Regions from separate parts of the Rattus norvegicus genome. Here region 1 is linked to region 2. A link is a contact called in public Hi-C data. All regions are on one chromosome and are shown on one strand. Each heading gives the region's core, a stretch centred on a gene start, on an enhancer-like site or on the middle of the called end of the contact. The rest is flanking DNA. Distances are from core to core; before and after follow the strand shown.

Region 1 (3,022 bases), core at 410-2,909, 220 kb before region 2:
AACTGTAATTGGACTAACAACTGCCAAATTGTCCGTTACAAAAATTATACTAAGGTACCCTCTGGCCAAACATATAAAAGGTATGTTTCAGAATTTTAAAAATTAGAACCATACCTACACATATATCCTTTCGTTGACCTACTATGTGCCAAGCATATTCGACTTATCTCGTCCGATGGAACCCTTTCAGTTGTAATGGCTCTGACCCTCATAATGGAAATCCAAGATTCATTGTTGATGGCAGAAAATAAAAAAACATTTTCTCCTTCTATAGTCCCTGCTTGTCTTTGTCTTTCATCGGGAAGCCAAGAAACAGATGTGCCACTGGTCGTAGCTTGGTCATAAACACTGTTGAGGATGTGCACAACCCTGGGTGTGATCCTTGGCACTGTGTAAACAAAGGCAGCCTGTCCTGGTAAGCGCTTGTTCTGATAAACACTGTGCTATATATACAGAGCACTTCATTCTGCCAGACACATCACCCTGACAAATCCTCACATGTCCCATGACACGGGCTCTGTTATCGCCTTCCATTTTCAGGAATGAGAAAATCTAAGGCTGGGGTGCTAAGTGCCTCTGGGTCAAGGTTACCCAAAGCGTAGCCAACTGTCTCAGACTTGATCCCAAGCTGGCTTCAGCACCCACCCTTTTCCTACCCGCATGAAGGTCATAGCCTAGATGTTTCCAGAACACAAAAACCTTGGCAATCATCTTTAAACATTAAATTTATGACTGAGGAAAATGGAGAGCCAGAAGAGGGGGGAAAGACGTGTTTAGTGACTGCCCTGGACAGATCCCCTTCTCCCGATCCCCAGACAGTACCCTTTCATTCATACCTTGCTGTAGTTTACATTTATGTGCCTGGGACAGCCTCGGCCCTGACTGTGAAAGAAGTGTGACATCTGTCCTGTCCCAGACAGTGGTACAACAACAAAGGTGGCAGGCACAACTCACGACTCAGAACAGCATTTCCCCAGGGGTCCTGTTGTCTACCTGGTCGGTTCTAGCCAAGGCTCAGAGAGCCTGGGTTTTTGAGTTATCTTTCCTTTGTACTTCCTGCCACTTGTATCATGACAACTGAAGCTCGCATGACACCCACATTGCTGGACCCACACCTGCTGGGTGCCAGTCATTATGATTATAGTCACTGCTGGGCTGGAGAGATGGCTCAGCCGTTAAAGGCTAGGCTCACAACCAAATATATATAGTCACTGCTGCACATACTCTCACCACTGCTAGCAGTTCAGGGAGGGTAAGTGACTTGTTGGATGGGATAGTCAGTCAGTGAATGGCAGAGCTAAGTTCCCAACCTAAATATTTTTACGATTAGGTTGATCCATGACATTTTAGGAGCAGGATGGCACAGTGAGCAGTTAAGAGGTCATCTTTGAAGCCATAAGAACTGATCCTCCCACTTATTTGATGAACATGAAAAAATTCTACCTTTCAAAAGCTTAGAGATTTCCTGTAACTAAGGACATATTTACACGTGTGCTTATGACAGCATTGGTTACAAGAGCGCAAAGACGAAGTTCCCCGGTGGCCATTTGCAGAGGCACAGAGGGACAAAGTGTCCTTTACACACTTTGTTACGGTTCAGATACATGTTCCCTAACAAGGACAGTGTGCTGAAAGTCAGTCACCAGCTGGTGGCACTGTTTTCGAAGGTTCTGGGAGGTGCCTGGCTGGGAGAAATAAGTCATTAAGAGCTGAGTTTGGGGGCTACATCTCGTCCCAGATTAATATCTATCTCTACCTCTATCCTTATCCACGCCCCACGCCCCCGTGTCCTCCTGATTGCCATGTGCTAGCTTCTGCCAACATTGCATTCTGCCATTTTCCAAATCTAGAATCAACGGAGCCAAGGGCTACAGTCTGAAACTCCCTCCCTCCTGTTGTTAATGTGGGACAGTTCATCACACCCGACACAAAAGCAGATGCACCATTCAAGGAACGACTCCATGGCTAAAACCAAAGTGAAAGGAGGACAGACTTTGAGAACATCACACTGAGTGAAACCAGATATTCACCAGATATTCACTCACACACACACACACACAAACACACACACACACACACACACACACACACACACACGACAGACATTACTAAGCCCATCTATGTAAGGTCCCTAGAGCAGTCAACCTCACTGAGACAGAGAGCAGGATGGTGGCTGTGAGGAGTGAGTAGGGCTGTGGGAGTTATCACCTGGCTATGGAGGTCTAGTTTGGAAGGACAAAGGGGGAACCGTGTAAATGTTATAAAGGTGGTCACCAACAGTGAGAACGGCTTTAATGCCACAGGCATCTGAAAGTGATTAAAAAGGCAAGTTTGATGGTAGCTAAATCATATCAAAATTGTTTTTAGAAGAAAAAAGTTATGTTCGTTTTGAAGAGCTATAAAAAATTAAGAGACAATGTTCATCGGGGCTTAACCCTCAGAGGACACATGCACGAGCTGAAGCCAGGTTCCTGCCATCAGTAACTGCTGGATCTGCGGAGAGATCCTGGAGTCATCTGTCTCCCAGGCAGGAGGGGAAAGGGTCTGTCTTCTTGCCTCCTTCATTGGGTATTTGTGAGCCACAAATGAGAGCCCATGTGTGAAAACGTTTATAAACTGTTAAAAAGGAAAAAGAAAACAGTGAAACTATTGATGGAGGTGTGACCTGCGCAGTTCTTTGCTAGTTGGGCCTTTCCTCTGTATTCTCTCCTTTTACACCTATATTTACCTCATCAACGAGTCTCTCCCCACTTTTCGCTCCTTTGGGTCTCTCTCCTCTTCACCTGTCTGTGGAGCCGCCAGTGAGAACTTTTCTTCCTTTCAGGTTTCTAGAACAGACACAGCACCCGCACCCTCCAGGGGGAGAGCCATTCATTTCTGCTGACACCAGCATGTTCTGAGAGACTTGAACATCCCTTCAGAAGACCCGAGAAAAGCAGTTCAACTCTGCGTTGTGGAGTGGAGTCCCCTTCCAGGCCTGTTCAGCCGTAAGTGTGTAACTAACTGTTCAGTGCCAGACAAG
Region 2 (3,156 bases), core at 19-2,518:
GCATGCAGTGCAGGTCCCCATTGGGCTCCAGCTGGGCTTCCGCAGCCCCTGTTTTGGTCTAGTGCCAAGATCCTCAGAGGGGATACTTGGGGCTGCCTGTTTCTTGCTAGCTGTGTCCAGATGATAACCCTGACTTGGAGTGGCTGGAACCGGCTTCCCCCCATCCCCTCCAAGGTTTTGGGCTCTATAATAGATGTTTTCCAACTTCATGAAAGTGAGTCTCTTCTGACTTAGATGCTGCCCACTGGGGACTCCTGTGTGTCTTTCACAATTTTCTGGCCTGCCCTGATATTTTGTCCTGCACATAAGCAGCAGAGATGTCGGTCATGTGCTTTCCAGTCCCTGTTTCTTTGATGCTAAGTGGGTGGGTCTCTTGCTTCATTGCAGAAGGCAGGTTACCTCTACCTCTCACTTCGGTTCTTTTGCAGCTAGCGGTGCTGCTGGCCTACTGGCTTTCATGACTTTGTGATGACAGATTGTGGGGGGGACACTTCCGGCTGTCATGGGGGAGGCAGACAAGTACGCCTATCATCTCATGGAGAGACCCGGGGTGCTGTGAAACATCCCCTAATGCGTAGAGCATAAAAATGACCTCTAGAACCAGGATGTTTAGTACACATGAAGGCCCTGAGTGTGGGTCCCAGACTGATGCATTCACACATGCCTGTAATCCCAATACTTGGGAAGTGGATGTAGAGGGATTAGGAGTTCAAGATCACCCTCGATTACTTACCAAGCTTGAGTCTAGCCTAGGCTACAAAAGGTGATGTCTTAGAAGATAAGATGGGTGGAACACTGCTGTGAACTGTAAACAATAATCCAGTCCAGAGATTGTGCCCTGTGGAACTGCCCTGTACTGAGTCTTGCTTCTGGGAGGTTCCAGAGGCTGTATTCTCCTGTCTAGCGGGCTCCTAATTAGCCTCCTAACAGCACGAGCCTCTGGCAGGGCAGCCACAACACACAGTAGCTTACTGTACCCTCACACTTTGGCTAGAGCAGTTCCTAATTCTATTCCTCAGCTCTTCCCAGCCCCACTGCAGAACCAGCTTTGAGTCTTCGCCTGCCACCTGCCCACACGGCAGGCCCAGGCCTCCTGCCCCACCGCCCCTGCTGTGCTGGGAGATGGAGGCGCCTGCAAATGAGGCAGCTTGGAGGGATGTAACAATGCCACTTGATCCACACCACCTTTCTAGTGGCCTCAGCCACGTGGGCCACTGTTTGGAGGAACAGTGGCTCGGTGGCCTTTGCCCTCCGAGTTTCCTTCCCTCCCTCTGAGAAGTAGTCATAAACAATTTGTATTCTGTCTGTCACGCTAAATGCTCCTCTTTGTCCTCAGTTGGGGATGTTTGCCGCTTGTCATAGCCGGAAGAAGTCTTCTGATATCAGCCGAACAAAGCAGGGTTTGGGTCTTGGCTGTTCAGTTTAGCTGCTGTGTGGCTGATTAGCAAGCCCAGGTGAGGTGCAGTGAGGGTGCCTTCGTCCTAGGGCTGCTCTGTGTGTGTGTGTGTGTGTGTGTGTGTGTGTGTGTGTGTGTGTGTGTGTGTGTGTGTGTGTGAGCGAGTGTGCCTTGGTCCACTGTGGGTGTGGTAGCACATGCCTGTAATCCCCTCTGAGGACAAGAAGCCCTGGGGCTCACTGACCAGCCTCCTGGTTCAGTGAGAGACCTTATCTCAAAAATTAATTAAAAAAATAACACAGAGAACAAATTGAGGAAGAAGATACTTAATGTAAGCCTCTTGTGCACACACATATCCCTAGGGAATAAAGGAAAAACCAAACGGATTGTTGGTCCAGCCTCCAAATAATAAATATTCTCTCATTCAAGAAGTAAGGTCTTGTCCACCCTCGCCTAAACCAGCCATTTGTGATTCCATAATCCTTGCGTTGTCAGATTGGACCTCTTCCAGATGTCTCCTCCATCACTGTAGCGCCCCCCCCCCCCCCCCCAGCCAGTTTCCTCCAATTCAAACCTGCCGAGATTTTTTTTTTTTCAATAAAGTCTTAGCAGAGGTCAGGAAAGCGTCAGCTGTTGCTAAGCACTTAAACAGATAGATCTATTTTTAGGGTGACCCATAAATGCCAGGATCGACAACACTGGGTGATAGGGTCCACAGGGAAGGTCACCTGCCTCCTGCTCCTGTGCCCGCCCACAGACACTGCTGGCAGGAAGTTTTCTTTATGTCCCTTCATTTCCTGTCCGCTCTGTGGTGAGGCACAGTGGTGGGCACAGGCGTGATGTTCAGAAGCGGGTGGGGCCGACCCATAGCTTGGCTGCTCCTGGAAGGCCCGGGAGTAAAATAAACCCATGGAAGAGATCAGGAAGGCACTGAAATATCAGGACAGAAGAGTGGAGTGCAGGGACTGCCCTTCAGCGGGATCCCCTCCAGCCCTAACTCTGCCTTGAGGACATGGAAGTGTCACATCACCTAGCTCTCTGCACTGGCTTTGCGGGGACAGTCCAGTCATCCAGCACCCAGTATACTTGTAGACGATGGAGCCAAACTGCGGGCTGGCTGGATAAAACGTCACTACCCATGTTGGTGGGCACATGGGAGTCCTCTGCTATCTTTGTCTGTATGAAGTGTCATGTAGCGGACTATGGCTGAATACACAAGCCTGGGAGATTTAGCCTGCCTGCGTGGCATTTACTAAGTCTGTAACCTTGGGCAGGTTGCTTAAAGTGCTTCTCCTGTCTATGAGACGAGCACAGCAGCACTGTCAGCACAGGGGAGGATACTGTGAGGATTGACTGATTTAATATGTGAAAAGTACTTAGGTGCTCTAAGCAGCACCCAGGTGACACATAATTCTATTTTCAAATGGCTGCGTCCTGTTCGCTTGGGTGTCTGTGCCCTCTGGTTCATTTAACTAGATCATTATAATGGGATTTTTGAGGATGTAAACATTTCAATCATTGTCCTCCCAGGTAAGGATTCGCCATTTTTCTTCATTATTTCCTCAGGTTAAATTCTCAGTATTAGAGTTGCGGGGTCCAGGAGAGTATGCTATTTTTAGGACATTTCTTGATAGCTGCTACTGATTTTCCCCCAGGAAAGCCTTAGTCTACCTTCCTTGCAGCAGTGAGTAAGTGGGCCAATATCCTGTGTGGCCACGCTATTAACTTTTAATCAAATGAAGGCTCAGGGAAAAGCGATC

What was found. Hi-C and Micro-C count contacts between places; a contact is called where the count stands out from the background.
Region 1: a Hi-C map of frontal cortex shows a contact between it and region 2, with 4 times the contacts expected there. The contact joins two enhancer-like sites. A contact is called at or near these places in 9 of 12 Hi-C or Micro-C datasets (the A7r5 cell line, the Rat2 cell line, Schwann cells and 5 more) and 1 of 1 datasets of contacts at active chromatin or transcription factors (oligodendrocytes).

The regions. Positions count from the first base shown.
Region 1 is chr7:92,634,663-92,637,684 of GRCr8, reverse strand. It overlaps LOC134479915 (a long non-coding RNA gene), which reads left to right. Exons shown (of 3, transcript XR_010053813.1): 1 at 1-415; 2 at 2,825-2,987. Among named protein-coding and RNA genes, the nearest start is that of Mtss1, 120 kb to the right of the region's middle. Within about 2 kb of position 1,659, at least 8 of the 93 cell types and tissues checked have an H3K27ac peak or open chromatin away from gene starts, as enhancers often do.
Region 2 is chr7:92,413,008-92,416,163 of GRCr8, reverse strand. All of the region lies in intron 4 of Mtss1 (MTSS I-BAR domain containing 1), which reads left to right. Among named protein-coding and RNA genes, the nearest start is that of Ndufb9, 44 kb to the right of the region's middle. Within about 2 kb of position 1,268, at least 33 of the 93 cell types and tissues checked have an H3K27ac peak or open chromatin away from gene starts, as enhancers often do.